Regions from separate parts of the Drosophila melanogaster genome. Here region 2 is linked to region 1. A link is a contact called in public ChIA-PET data. All regions are on one chromosome and are shown on one strand. The core of a region is the stretch at or near the end of the contact, and the rest is flanking DNA. Distances in the headings are between cores, read along the strand shown. Region 1 holds the start of DIP-theta (Dpr-interacting protein theta). Region 2 holds the start of rau (rau,).

Region 1 (7,055 bases), core at 3,057-5,556:
TCCCCTCAAGGCGGCTTTCGCCATCGCCATTGTTCCGTTCATCGGTCAGTTATCTTTGATAAGCAGCTCTGGGATATGGAGACCCATCTGCTGCTCCCAAGGCATTTCGGCCCGGCCAAGTCGTAATGATAAATAGCCGGACAGAGAAAAAAGGAATGCCAAATAGGTAAGCCAATGGGCAATGCAAACTTGGCATTTTTGGCCAAGTATAAAGTCAAGGCAATTGACACCTTCTCGATGAGATGCGTCATTAACATTTCCATTTGATGGCTGGCGGCAGTCGCCTTACCTTCCACCGTTCTCATTTGGCTCGTTGTGTGGCAGCCTTTGTTTTGGCCAAGTCCCCGAACCGTCTCGTTTTGTTTCGTTCTGTTTATCGCCAGCTGTCAATCGTTAAATGACAAACAAAGAAATGCGGCCAGCAATTTGCAGCCAGCCAAATGGCGTCTATGATTTCCAACTGTCAATGACAGTTGCTAATCCACGGCATTCCTGCTGTCTCGGGCTTTTGCGCTGTCTTGCTTCGGAAATGAAATAATAAATGATATCTCCCTCTGGACTCTGCATTTTTGTGCCCGCCAATCGTAAAGAGTGGGGTATATTGTGCAAAGGGTATAAAAGGTATAATGAAAGCAGCTTACATTTTTGCAATGCATATTTAAGCATACCCATCATATTAAGCTTTGCCAGCACTGAGACAGGAAAATCCAGTTTAGTATTGCTATTGTACTTATGCTACTTGTGAAACGCATAAGAATTAATAAGTTATTCGCCAATAAGCTAACAAAAAAGTAGGTATCCAATAGTCGAGACAATCGCGAGTGACAGCTTTTCGTGCTTAATATACATATACCCAAAGCTAGTTTTTCGCTCAGTTCCGTCTGCATCCATATTTTCCTCAATTTCTTTTCTTTGTGAATTTTCCTCTTATCCGCATTCTTTCCGTGTTTTATTTGACATTCTCTTTTTGAAAGCGTTTTGCTACTTTCGCGTGTCAAAAACTGCAGCAGAATGCCAAATAAAAGGCTTGTTTATGTCACCTGAAATGGTGGTGGGGATTTTGTGCTTTTCCTTTTTTTTTGCAGCTTGGTGACTGTCGCTGGTAATATGCAGAAAATGTATTAAATTAAGCTTAAACTTTTATAGCGTTTGGTGCCAATCAAAATCTGCTCGGATTGCAGATGAATTGGAATATTTATCTTTTCGACGCGACATTTCTTGGTCATCCTATTATGAAGACTTACAGCTATTCGTTACGAAAAATTCTTGTGGCTTGAAAATCAATAAATATGCAAGTAAAGGAAATATTTTTTTCTGGTTTTAGGCAACCAGCAAGGGTAGTCGAAACTTTTGAGAAATTGCGAAACGTCATTTATCTATTGTAAAAGGAGAAAATGAGTACTTGGGCTATGAGTGCTTCTTGGCCCTCGGTTTAATTAGAGCCACATCCACTGGGAGCGTTTACATCATTTGCCATAATTCATCTGTCCACTGACTGCCAGCTGCTGTTGTGCATCGCTCGAAATAAAAATCAAATCACAGAGCCGTCCATCTTGGCTGTCAGTTGCCATGATGCTTGCTTGTTTTTCCTTGCCTTGTCTCTTCTCAGCTGGGAAATTTCTTTTAATATAACAAGCCATGCGAAATGCGTACACAAAAAGATGGCAAAATGCTTGCTCCAACGCCCGCTCACACTAACTAGCCACAAGCAGCATTTCCCACTGACATGCAGCTTGTGCATTTTCCCCGTCTTGCATTTGATTAACCTACAAAAAGGCGTTTGGACGTGCGATGCAGTTCGCACAGTGGGCGTTCCTGTTTGTTGCTGCGGTTTCTGGGCTTTTCTTAACGGGCAACTTTAATAAAAAAAACGGTCAGCGGGGGACGGGATGCAGCTGCAGCGGGGGAAAATGCATAAATGCATAAAAAATTGGCCAGCTTACAAGCCGCTTTACATATGCAACATGGGCGCCTGCTGTGCGGGTGTGTGGGTGTGCGGAAGTGCATTGGCACACATATACTTGTACGAGCACACATTGTTGCAAGCAGACATTTTTCCGACACGTGTTTGCTTTCCCGCACTTCCGTTTCCGCCGAGCCATTGATGTGACTTTCCGTCATTTTGTGGGAGAACGAGCTGCTTTTCCGACGCCTTGCCAGCCCCTCAAAGACTTAATTATTTTTCACCAAATAATTAATCAGAGTGAAATGGGAAACTAACAAAATCGGACAGGATGGTGAGACCGACCCCATTTACTCTTGTGATGAAATTTCGAAACTTTGGTAAAACACTTTTTGGCCCTGTGCGAAAGTATGCTGTGAACTATTGCAGCCACCTGAAAGCATTCACGCATATTCGTATGTGTGCGCGTGTGTGTGTGGCCAAGCGTTTGCGCTCGTTTGTGTTTTGTGGGTTGGCCATGCATTTCCGGTTTTAATGATTATAACACAATCAAGTGCATATTGCCTAATTAGCGATCCCCAGCAGCAAGCGCCGTCCAGGCCGCATAAAGTGCATAAAATATTTCCCGCACTCGCTGCGGGCGCTTCATCCGCATGTGCATATGCATGTGTTAGTGTTCGCTCGCGTGCGCTAGTGTGTGTGAGTGCTCGCATATTTTATGTCGCTTATTGGACGGCCATCCACAACGAGCTGTGCATCTATAGTATGTATGTGCATGTATATGCTTCTAGCAGCTAAATTTCATATTCATGTTGTTTATACGGCTTCCGTTTTGGGTGCGTGTGCGAAAATATTGTGTGTAATTGTGCGGTCGGCTACCCGTTTTATTTGATAATTGTGCACAAAACTCCCCACCTATTCATTAGCGCTGACGAACAGCGCCCCACAAATTTGTAGACACAACAAAGGCAAACTGTTATTCCATTTTCCCCCCCAAAGTCTGACACTTGACGCGAGCTCCCAATAATTTAGTTAAAGCTCGTCCTTGGGTGATTTTCGTCCTGCACTTCAAACTGTTTTCGGGCTACAAGTGAAGTAAAGTTATCAAAAAAGTTTGCTGATACCAAGTATTCGACGTTTCGCAAACTTTTCTGAATTATATGTGTATATACGAAAGTAGTGAATGCATATAATAAAGGATAAACGTTGCTTAAGAAATCATGTTGCATGGAACTTAATTTGTTAAGCACATCATTCAGGCTTGAATATTTTTAGCTAGCAATGGCAATGCTAGAAGTCAAAGGAATTGTAATAATAATAAATCGCTATTTTGTTTATGTTGATAACGAGAAGGATATTTTAGGATACTAATATACAAAATACAAAGACAAAATATCCTAGGGGTTTCAAATCATAGAATTGGGCAGAGCTAACAAGTTATTAAGGCATAAAAACCAAATATATATATATAAATATATATATATATGTATCCTTTTGCCATTAATGTTAACCTTTATTGTATACAATAATTGTTTTTCTGACCCTGTTGTTTAAGTTTTCCTTTCATCAATATAAAAGCTTTTTTCCTTTTTTCTTAGATTTATTACGCGTTTTATAACAAACCGCTGCTGTAATGTGACACGGCTTTATGTTGTCAACCACTTTCGAAAGTAATTCATTTTTTTTCAAACAAAATTTCATAATTTCGTTGCGTTCTGTTTGATCATAATCCTGTTTTGAAACGACATTTTTTGTTGATGCTGCGCTTTGCGGGCCACTTTTAATTGCAATAATTAAATGTCAAATTAAATCCTAAATTCCTCGGTGGAATTAATTCAATTGGCGTGACAGTCAAAGTGAAATAACGAATAAAATACCACAATTTCCCAGCGCCGCTAGGGCCCTTCTATAAATGCCGTTTGCAGGCTCTACCAGCCGAGAGAAATGCTGTGATTGTTTTTCCGCAAGTCGGCACTCCTCTTTCATTTTTTTTCGCCAGCCATTTAATGAGCCACGCTCGACTTGCCGCCAAGAATGCAATCAACAGGGGAGGGGAGCGGAGAATGCACGGGTATGCACCAGGACCTTAGTACCCAGCAAGGAGCCAGGACCGGCACAATTTGCGTTAAGCGGGCTGTGAAAAATGAAGTACCAAATTGAAGTTGGCAGCCAGCGTCTCCGGTTGTGTCTTGCACTTATTTATTTATTTAATTCTGGCCATTCCTTCCGCTTACGTACAGTGCTGAGCTATTGTCCTCCGATGATATCGCAGGCACTCGCGACTCGCGGCATTCAATTCAAGCGAGGGACGAAACGCGAGCGCGTCGACTTTCGACACCAACGTGTTAAGAGCTGCGAACTGGTGCGACCGTCAGCGTTGCGCACTAAAACCATACTAAACTAATTTGCTTAGCAGGACGCACTGATTACACAAAGTCCTCGAAGGGCGATAATCGCCGTCATTCGTCACGACTGTCGACTACCGAGCGCTCTTCGGCTCGGAGTTCGTGGAGTTCGGCAAGCACTCGCGAACTTGCCGAAGCGAGCCGAACTCCAAAGGCAAAGAGAACCAGGTCCCGTTAGAGAGCAACAGAGCCAGAGCTCTGTTAGCTGGTTAACAGTGCTGTGGCAGGATAAGAAACCATTGTTGGGGCATCGAAGTCGACCCTTATAGCAGCAAACTATTCTTCCTATTTGGTGGGCTTAAATCTACAATGCAACTTCCAAATAGACCAAACGACTCATATCCTGGCATACTGATTTTTAGAGCTCTTTCCACTAATTTATCGATTTAAATGCAAAAATTTCGTGCCATCTAGCCCGGCATTCCCCAATGATGACCGAGCTTTCAATCATTTAAAATTCCCCAAATACACACACACACGCGGAACACACTCTTCCCTCATCAATGCAAAAATCAAACATTATTTATGCAAATTACAAGCCATTATTATTTAAGCCAACAACCACAAAGGCAGTAATAGTGGGCAAGTACGAGGAGGGGAAAGGGAAACTCCGACCAACAATCATATCCGTCATAGTCATAAAGCCAGGGACCAGGGGACAGCGGGGCCTGCCAATGCTTTGGGGAACCAATTTGGCAGCCGGCATAAATAAATTTTTACTTAATGTAGGTCAGTAATGTGCGCTTCGGTCTCTCTTACCCAAGGCTTCTCTCTTCGGCAAGCGGTGCTCTTTAGAGCGTTCTCTCTTCGGACGCAGCGCCGTGAAATATGCTACTAAAGTTGCTTCTTTTCCGGCTGCGTGTGTGTAGGTGCTCGGGAAATGCCATCAAGCATCAAAGGACCGGGTATGCTTGCATAATGCAAACAGCCAATGATATTGCCATGATTCGTTGAATAATTTCAATTCCAGCTTTCAAGTTGCACACACCAGTAGTCGGTAATTGGTATTAAATAGTTGGGTAGTTAAAAATTTGATGTCATAAAAATAATAAATGCTATTTAGTTATTTGGTAGGAAATCTTCATAAATTCTTAGCTTTCTTCTAAATTCAAAGGTGAAAAGTAAACGCTAGTAGCACAAATTTTTTAGTGTTAAGATATTTTTCGAACATAAAACAATTGCATCTGAATACCTTCGAATAAGCACTGACGCTAACACGATGAATAGCTGAGTGATATCCATCCTAAGTAAAGTTGCATTTGCCAGGGGCTGCATAAATAAATTAGGATACCGAAACTGAGCCAACCGTCTAAACTTCAAAACTCACTTGGTTTCCCATGGATTTTTGCGTAAGTTTAGCTCTACTCACAGTAGACTGCTACAGTCTCCCCCTTCATTCCCTTTAAACAGATCCTGAGACCCACACAAAATCGTCTCCTTGTAACGCATCCTGCAACGCAAGTTGCTCGAAATTTATGTACAAACTCACTTAGGCAAGAATGTTTATGCGTTTTGTACGTGTTGGTTACTGTCGCTCATGTGGGTAGCATCCTCCACATCCTTACCTTGCGCCATCTCATTCCAGCGATCCCACTCGTTTATTTTGGCATTTCTACGAATTTTTTGGGGAAATTTTGTAATGCTGTTCTATGTCCTGAATGTTGTCTCCGGGGAGAAGAAGTGGCCAAGGGGGAAAATGCCTTCTCACGCACACCGAGAAGTGTTATGAAATTTTTCTTCTCTAATGACCTAAATGCAAAGGAATTTCATCTAGCATTTGAGCTAATTGCTATTGCATTGCGTACCATTTAAGTTTCCGTAAATTAAGCTAACAGTCATTGCCTAGGACACGTTAAGTAACAAGTTAGGGCACAGTCCTTGGCACTCAAAGTAGCCACATTTAAATTTCTCTAATTCTTCCTAAGGGGTCATGCCAAAAGCTTTACCGTAAAGAAGAGTCGTCCTTCACGCCTCGACAATTTGAGCATTTTTCCTTCGCAGACTGTTTCCCTTGATCACTTCGGCTGTAAACTATACTTGGCAGTTGCATGAGGGCCAATTATCTGGCACCTCGAGCGGCGGTTTCATTCCAGCTATTTACATATAATTAGCGCCCAACTGGCAGACCGTTGCATCGTTTTTCGCCACTCTCGTTCTCCGTATTTGCACAACGCAGTTTTTGTGCATTTCTTTGTAGTTTCCCACTCCAACTTTCCCTTCAAGACTCTTTGCCAACTTTGACAATGAAGTTGCAACGATGACAACCCCAACAAACTGGAGCGAGTGAAAATATGTAGAAGAGCTTTCAACTGGAGTCGATCAAAAGTTACCCTGCTCAATCGACCCAATTGGCTAAACAAATCAGAATGAGTCTTACTTGCTTGTATGAAAGTGATATCAAAATAATTGTAGTTGAAGTGCAAAAAAATACAGCAGTAACGCATTGAGACAATACATCCAGAAATATCTGAGATAAATCATGTTTGCTTCTTATTATTTTCGTATATAACTCAAGAATATTCAGCTAACTGGGTAATATACCGCGTATAAAAAGGACCGAGACCATCGAAGGTATGCGAAAAACTTTCCCGGCTGATGGCAGTTGCATAGAGGCGCCAACTTAATAAGGCCACCAAAGAGCCCAGTGGGTGGCGCGTATGCAAAGCAGGGGGCTGGAAAAAAGAATTCACGATGCAGAGAAAGGAACTGAGGCTCCCTTGAAGGCAACACTTTCTATCATTCCAAAA
Region 2 (7,055 bases), core at 2,488-4,987, 220 kb after region 1:
GGTGAGTCAATCAACTGTTGGGACTCCCAACATTCCGCATTCCCACAGTGCATTAAGCCCGAGTCCGAGCCAGCAAATTCCTGTCCCAGGATAGCTGCTGGGAATCGGAGGCGCAGAACCATCCGGCCACTGCAAAGTCAACAGCAACAAAATCACTTGCGGTTTGGGCCAACATCCACAGCCACAAATGCGAACTGAAGTGGTAAGTTTGCTTTTCTTTTTAGGCGTGAGAATCGGTCGCCAATTCAGGTGGGCGGATTACAGAGGCACGTGTTGGTGGAAAGTCAGTGGCGAGAACGATTTCCCAGCCGATAAGATGGCCACTGTGAGATACATTTCGCAGCTAGATTTACGGCCTAATGAAAGTTTTACGAGGTTTTGCTCGGTTCATAGCGAAAGGTTACCCAGCTTTTGACCCTAATGGATCATCTGAACTGCTGGAAAAAGTGATAAAAGCGAGGTGAAGAAACTCAATTGGACAGAAGAAAGTTCCAGATGAACTTTTTCTGCTCGTAAAGCAAAGTATGGGGATCAGCGAAGACACCTGCGCTTATATAATGTAATAAAGGGATATTAATCTAGGACAATCTACTAAAATGTGAAAGGTATTTCCCAAGACAAGATGTTCCTATCATAAGAAGACTGATCATCAGTACAACTTAATCTCTAAGCTCTTTTCGCAGTAACCCATTTACAATGCAAATTTGCTTCTTATGACTAATACTACATAGTTTCGCTGAAAGCCAAATCAATACGGAATCACTTAACACACAAATTCCCCAATGCCTAATCGTTTCGAATTATACATTGTAGTGCTAGAGAAAACCAGATGCCATAAGGCGTTATAATTGTTTTACGCCACCATATCTCACAGGTTGCCGTGCGCAAACAAACAGTTAACAGGCTTTGTGTACCTTGGTTTTTTGTTAATTAATTGTTAACAAAACGAAGTGTCAACAAAAAAAAATATCAACCGAGAGCGGCTGAGAGAAAAACCACGAGTAAAAGCGCCAACTTCCAGTTTTTTGCTGACTTTGTGCCATCATTTATATTAAAGAAGTCGTATATTATTTTTTCATTTCGCTGCTGAACTTGTTTATTGAATTTACCATTTTGAAGCCGCTGACTCAGTACGATTTTCGCTGTAATTTAGCCGAGTTAGCGAGAAACGTTAAACGAGGCTGCAGTGCATAATATATAACCGAAAAAAACCCCCGATTCGGGCCAGCATTCATTTCAATTGAATTTTGAATATTTCGGAATGCTAAGCTCCAACATCAAATTGTGTTGCCAACGCTCGAATAAATTGTAAATCAATTTAAGAATCAACAAGAGAATGTACGACTTCGGGTGTGAAATAAAATAAAATAGCTTAGGAAAATTGCAGTAAAATAAATTGTTTTATTTTATAGCCGGAATAATTTAGAGTAGAACTTTTACATATATGTACGCAAAAATCCGGTTAGCGCACATTTATGTCGATTGACAAATGCTATTGTCTTTTTATTGCCAGTGCGGGTGTGTCTTTGGTTAGATGAAGAAACAATAGACTTGAATGTACATAACTGTATATGGAAGTCAAGCAACTTCCTCAAGCTATAAAGCCACGCATAAATTACCGAGGAAATTATACAAAATGGTTTGTTCAACCATTCACTGGAATGGAGCTCTTAAATACAAATATGATAGAAAATGGCTAAAAACTATAAAAGCGAATTGAGATGTTAGTGCCAAGATCTCCAGCGAAAGATAAACGATCCCTGATGCAGACCACCCTCGACTTCCTGCCATCGATTAATCAATAGAACTACTTCCTTTTAAAACGCCCCTCGCAAGTACTACGTGTGTGCAATGTGAAGACTAAATGAGGCGAATATCCTTTCATGGCTCACGTATCCAGCCCAATACAAGATACTTCTGTTAAGCACAGATTTGGTGGTACTACCTGTTCCGAAATCGAAGCAGAAGGCGCTAAACTGAAGGAAACCGCACTTGACAGTAGCACACGAGCAGGTAGGCCCAAAAAGGTAATCCCTCTCTCACGTAGTCTTCTGAAATTCAGGATGGGATCGCAGCACGTTGAGCCCTCTGGGGCGTATTGTACTCGTGCATTTCCTGATTTTTAATTAGCCAAATAGAACCTAACAAAGACAACAAGTTGGGCCAAACGGTCTGAGGCTACGTGCTTGGTATGTGAAATCTTTAGCCCCTCAGTGTCCACAGGAAAACAATGCTCCAGACCGAATACTCCTGTGTGCGAGAGGACAGGAAATTAATTCGATATCAATACTTTTCTGCGGTTGCGTTGAAAATTGCGAGAAAGTGATGGTAACCACCACCTCAGGCTAGCAATTTTATAATCAAAACCAACCGCTTTTGGACATCGGGATTTTCCCCACTCGTAATCATGGTTACACCGCCGTCTGGTGGACAATGCTAACTTATTATTGCAACTCCTCATTAGATGATATTATGTGGAATTGACATTAAGGAGTTTGACAATAAGCACAGCAAAGACAAATGAAATGATACACATGTGTATCCGATTGGGGGGCATTGTTAATCGAAAATCCCCAATGAGCATTGTTACCGAACTGAGTGATATCATTCATCTGAGCTTGAAACAACAGAGACGGATTTTCTCACAGAAATCTACAAGATATGCATCAAATCAAATGTTTGGTCGAGACCCAAAGTTTGTGTCATTCATAATCGGCCAACAAAGCAACTCGACTAATTAAGAGAGTCACTCGACCAAGAAATTTACATGAAATGTTTATGCATTTCCAAAATAGCTGGGAAGGTCTTATGTCCGCCTGTGTGGCCCTCTAATGGAAGTTTGAAATATTTGCATAAAAATTCAAAAAAATGCTGAGCAAATTGTCGAGTTGCAGATCCACGGATGTACACTTGTCGGAGGCCAAGAACCGGACAATGATGCTCAGCAATTCCGTATTTGCATTGTAATCCCCCTAGATGACCTCGGGAATGGAGGAAGTGACTGGCCAACAGCTTGGTTACCGTTGCGGGTTCAATCAACTCCTCTGGCCAGCGAAACTGTCTGGATCTAATCGCGCAATTCGATAATTGAGTGCAGGAGAGTGGGCTGTGAAAATTCTGGACTTTCGCCAAGGCGAGAAGAAACCCAATCGACCGAACTAGATCTCGTCTAGCAATCAAACTTTCTAGATGAAGAGCGAAAACTGGACCAGCGATCGGGCGCTTACCTTCTAGCGTATGATTTGTAGTATCCAAATGTGATTTGTGTGTAATCCCAAGACCTTAAGGCCCGAGACTTTGATGGATGGCGGTATAAGAAGTCCGGAGTGCGAAGACAAGACAAGGTCGCGTCGTTTTTCTTCGGCTGCCGCTTTTAGGGCCCTTTGGCTGCTTGGCATTAAGTTATCAAGCACTCTACGCCACTTCGCATTTCTTCGCGTATCCAAAGGTGCGTATGCGTACGTGCTCCCTGCTGGGGAAACAGGTGCACTCAGGAAGCAGCTGCACTGATTTTTATTTTAGCGTTGCACTTTGAGTTTCTATCCGAATTTGTTCACTTTTTGTACATATGTATATTCCTTTGGCTTTCGTACCAATTTTATTTTAGATCTGGACGCACATTCACTTTCGTTCGAATAGGCTCGCTACCGTTAGCCAGTTCACTAAGAATTGGAAATTTTCGAGCGGAGCTAATGTAGATTGAGTACCGCACTCGGCAGTGTTTACAGACGCACTGAAGCCGCACGGCTAGCGTCTGCGAGGTCTAACCCGCTGAGAGGAGTCGCATTCAGATACCTGTTTTGTATGTGTGTGTGAGCTGGCTCTCGCGCTCTCGCCTCTCTGCACTCAGAAAAAAACTATAGCTAGCTTGATCAGCGGAAAGCAACGCAGATACTTGCAGTTAGCAAGTTATTTAATAATTTGATAACTAATATTTAATTTTTTTAAGCTGACTATAAAATTCTCTCTCTTCTTATCTTCTACAGGGGACTTTAATTCAACTTGAAATGAGCCAAGCTGATCTGATACCATGTGAATAGTATGAATGTTAGGTGAATGGATTTTGGGAAAACGCAAATCGTTCATAATGGAGCCACTGGGGGTGTGGGTTGGCGCTTCGTGGGCGAGTGAGCGGGCGAACTAGTTCTGTCTGCGGCTCGCTCTTTTCGGAGAGAGGAAAACTGGTTTCCAATCAGACTTAGACTTTGCCGGCATGTGGGTTTCCTCATGGAAATCTGGGGATGGGGATTCGCGGTCGAGCGACGCCGGATGGGCTTGGGCAGAGCTACATAAATGACCAAAGTTGAAGGGCGAGGCACGGCTAGAGTTTACGGACTTGTAATAAATCAGGGAGTTTTCAAAGCAGAAGACTTTAGCTAGTAATCGTATGTATATATGTGTTCACGCTAGAACGGCATTAGTAGTTTATTTAGTTACTAAACAACAAGAAAATTCAAAAACTGTACTACCTTAACAGTTTCCACAACAATCAATATGAAGCTGATGCATTTTTAATAGGTAGACCTTAAGACTCCTTCTATAGTATTCGATTAACAGGATCGATTTTGTAACTTTAAGTCTGGCGAAACTAAATCCAGGAAATAAGCCCTGAACTTTGGCAGTATGTAAACTGAAAAGGTGAAAGAAAGTTCAACATTCAGGCGAGATATTCCATTCCGGCAAGTCGTAGATTGCTTCGGTTTGATGTTTTTTAGACCCCACAGAAACAACAAAGAAAAGCAAAAGTTTAAAAATTAATTATGACAAAGTCAAAAAGTCCAAAAATTATTAATGAAAGTGAAATTATCATCAGCGAAGCGAAAAACAAAAATAAATAACAGATTTTTTGTTGCTCGATAATTTGCGAATGAAAAGGAAGGAAAAAACCAACCAACTGATGCGCCAGTAAAATTCATTAGACTTTGATAGATGAACTTGATGAGTCGATGTCGCTGATGGACGACGGACTCGCAGAGTTGTGAAAATCTGAGCGAAAAATGCGGAACCAATTTTATTTGTTTGCTTTTTGAGAGTAATTTAATTAGTTGGAGCACGGCAAGTTATGTTTGCATGTGACCCGGGGCGGTCAATTAAGAATTCATGAATCAGGCCCTAATTAGAGGTCGCCGTTTAACAAATTGATACTGGTTTTGTATTCACATTGAAGCCGAAAGATCTGTTCGAAGGTGTTAATAAAGCCCAGTCAAATTGCTTGGCTCCTTAGAACATTCTCCGTTCTGACTGAAGGGTATCAAAGTTTGTCCTCGGGGCACAAAAAGTTACATCTTGTAGCTAAGTGGCATTCCTCTGACCAACGGTTAAATATTTGTGCAGCACTGTGCGGACATGAAAATGGTATCATAGCACGCTTTTCACACAGCCGTGTGAAAAGTACACACCAGCCCAGTTTGAGGGAGGGCAGCTCAGACTCGGATGCAGGTCCCCTGCTCTCCTCCAGTCCACCAGACTCCAGATGAAGATGAAGTCGCAGCGAAGGTATGCTCCAGTTACAGAAGTAACAGTGTTTGTTCAGCTCAAATACAGTAGAGCCTACGAAACTGTTCATGACGGCCCATCGAAAAAGCTTAAAGTAAAATATTTGATGCCCTTGCCGTCGAACTTGTAATTATATGCCACGGAATTGAAAACAAAAGCATATCATATTTAATATGAAACAATGTTTTGCAACAATCTTCCAAACACAAACAGAAATCTTTCGAGTTCTGCCCTGGTAATTCGGCCTGTACGCGCATGGAGTTGCAATTGCGGACTCAGCGCGGCCGGCTGCAAGTTAATGGCTAATGGTCAGCAGCTGCCGCAGCCAAAACAGACGTGCTCCAATTGTAAACAAAAATGTTGGAGCTCGGATCGCCCAAACACACTCGCCTCGAGCTGCACTTGTGTTGGTTTGTATCCGTATCTGTATCTGCATCTGCAACTGTATCTGCATCTGCATCAGCATCTGCTCCGGATGGCAGCGAAGTCTGTCAAGTGGGTTGCGATTCCGACTTCCCCCTCGGTGCAAAAAGCACCGACTGACTTTTTGCGTGCTGAGCACATTTCCTATAAATAGTAGCTGTAAACCATAAATAAAAAACGAAAAGAGGCAGAGAAGCGCAAGGCGAGGGCTACTCTATTCATGCCATCTATCAAGTTGCAGGCACCCGAGATGAAGTTTGCGCTCAAATGATTTGTTTAGACGGCCTGCCACTAAGTGGTGGTAGCCTGTTAAGGCCGCTTTGGTTGTACCGAAATGATTGCACAGCGAATTAGTTGGCATCGGAGTAAAGAGCTATCCGTTTAAGGCCTAAACATCACTTACCCCAAACGAGATCGTCTCAATTGGTGGATATAAATCAAGTTCGGTTAGCAAAGCAGCTGATATTGGCTGGCCGTTGGCTTCAGTATCCATGTCATAAACAAGGACTTCCGATTGCGGCGTCTGCTCAAGTGGCAAGTGCCACGAGCGGCTTAGCGGAGGTCCTCATTAAAGCCGAAACCGAATAAAACACCAAACTTTCAGCAGCTGAGGGGCGACAGCTTGCAGACCCAAACAGGTGGCATCGGCAGTTGGGTCAGAGACAAGTCCTGGAGTGCGGGTCGAGGGACGGAAGGGCGGGAGGACTTCCGCCGATGTCCTGGCCATTTCGTAGCCAGGTGGCCTCGCCTTCGCCAGGTCAAGCGAAAAGGCGTCAAGGATATCAAGGATTCATAACTCATTTACCGACCTCTTGATGAAACCACTTCGATATCAAGTTCTGCTGGGCGAAGCAGCTAAACGGAGAATTACTTGCAGTGGCTTGAATTCATAATGATAATAATTAAGTTACAGAAGTTTATTTTACCAACGTTAAATTTTATATATATATTATAGGTAAAATATTGCATACACCTTTTAGTTCAAACGCGCTTTAAGTGGACTTGTTTATTTTCATTTTAGTTGCTTGCTTTGTGCATTCAGATTCACATTTTAAATGATATATTATTGCTGGATGATTTATTATGCGAAACATTTTCTGTTTATGGACATAAAATATTTGTATTTTTAGTCAGAA

What was found. ChIA-PET counts read pairs in DNA pulled down with a chosen protein or histone mark.
Region 2: a contact with region 1 is called in an RNA polymerase II ChIA-PET map of the S2 cell line, with 8 times the contacts expected there. The contact joins the promoter of rau here to the promoter of DIP-theta in region 1. A contact is called at or near these places in 2 of 107 Hi-C or Micro-C datasets (both in cellular blastoderm embryo) and 1 of 6 datasets of contacts at active chromatin or transcription factors (the S2 cell line).

Annotation. Positions count from the first base shown.
Region 1 is chr2L:5,654,254-5,661,308 of dm6, forward strand. It overlaps DIP-theta (Dpr-interacting protein theta), which reads right to left and starts at 4,307. Exons shown (of 13, transcript NM_164653.3): 1 at 4,142-4,307.
Region 2 is chr2L:5,875,761-5,882,815 of dm6, forward strand. rau (rau,) reads right to left here and starts at 3,738. Exons shown (of 4, transcript NM_135121.3): 1 at 3,228-3,738.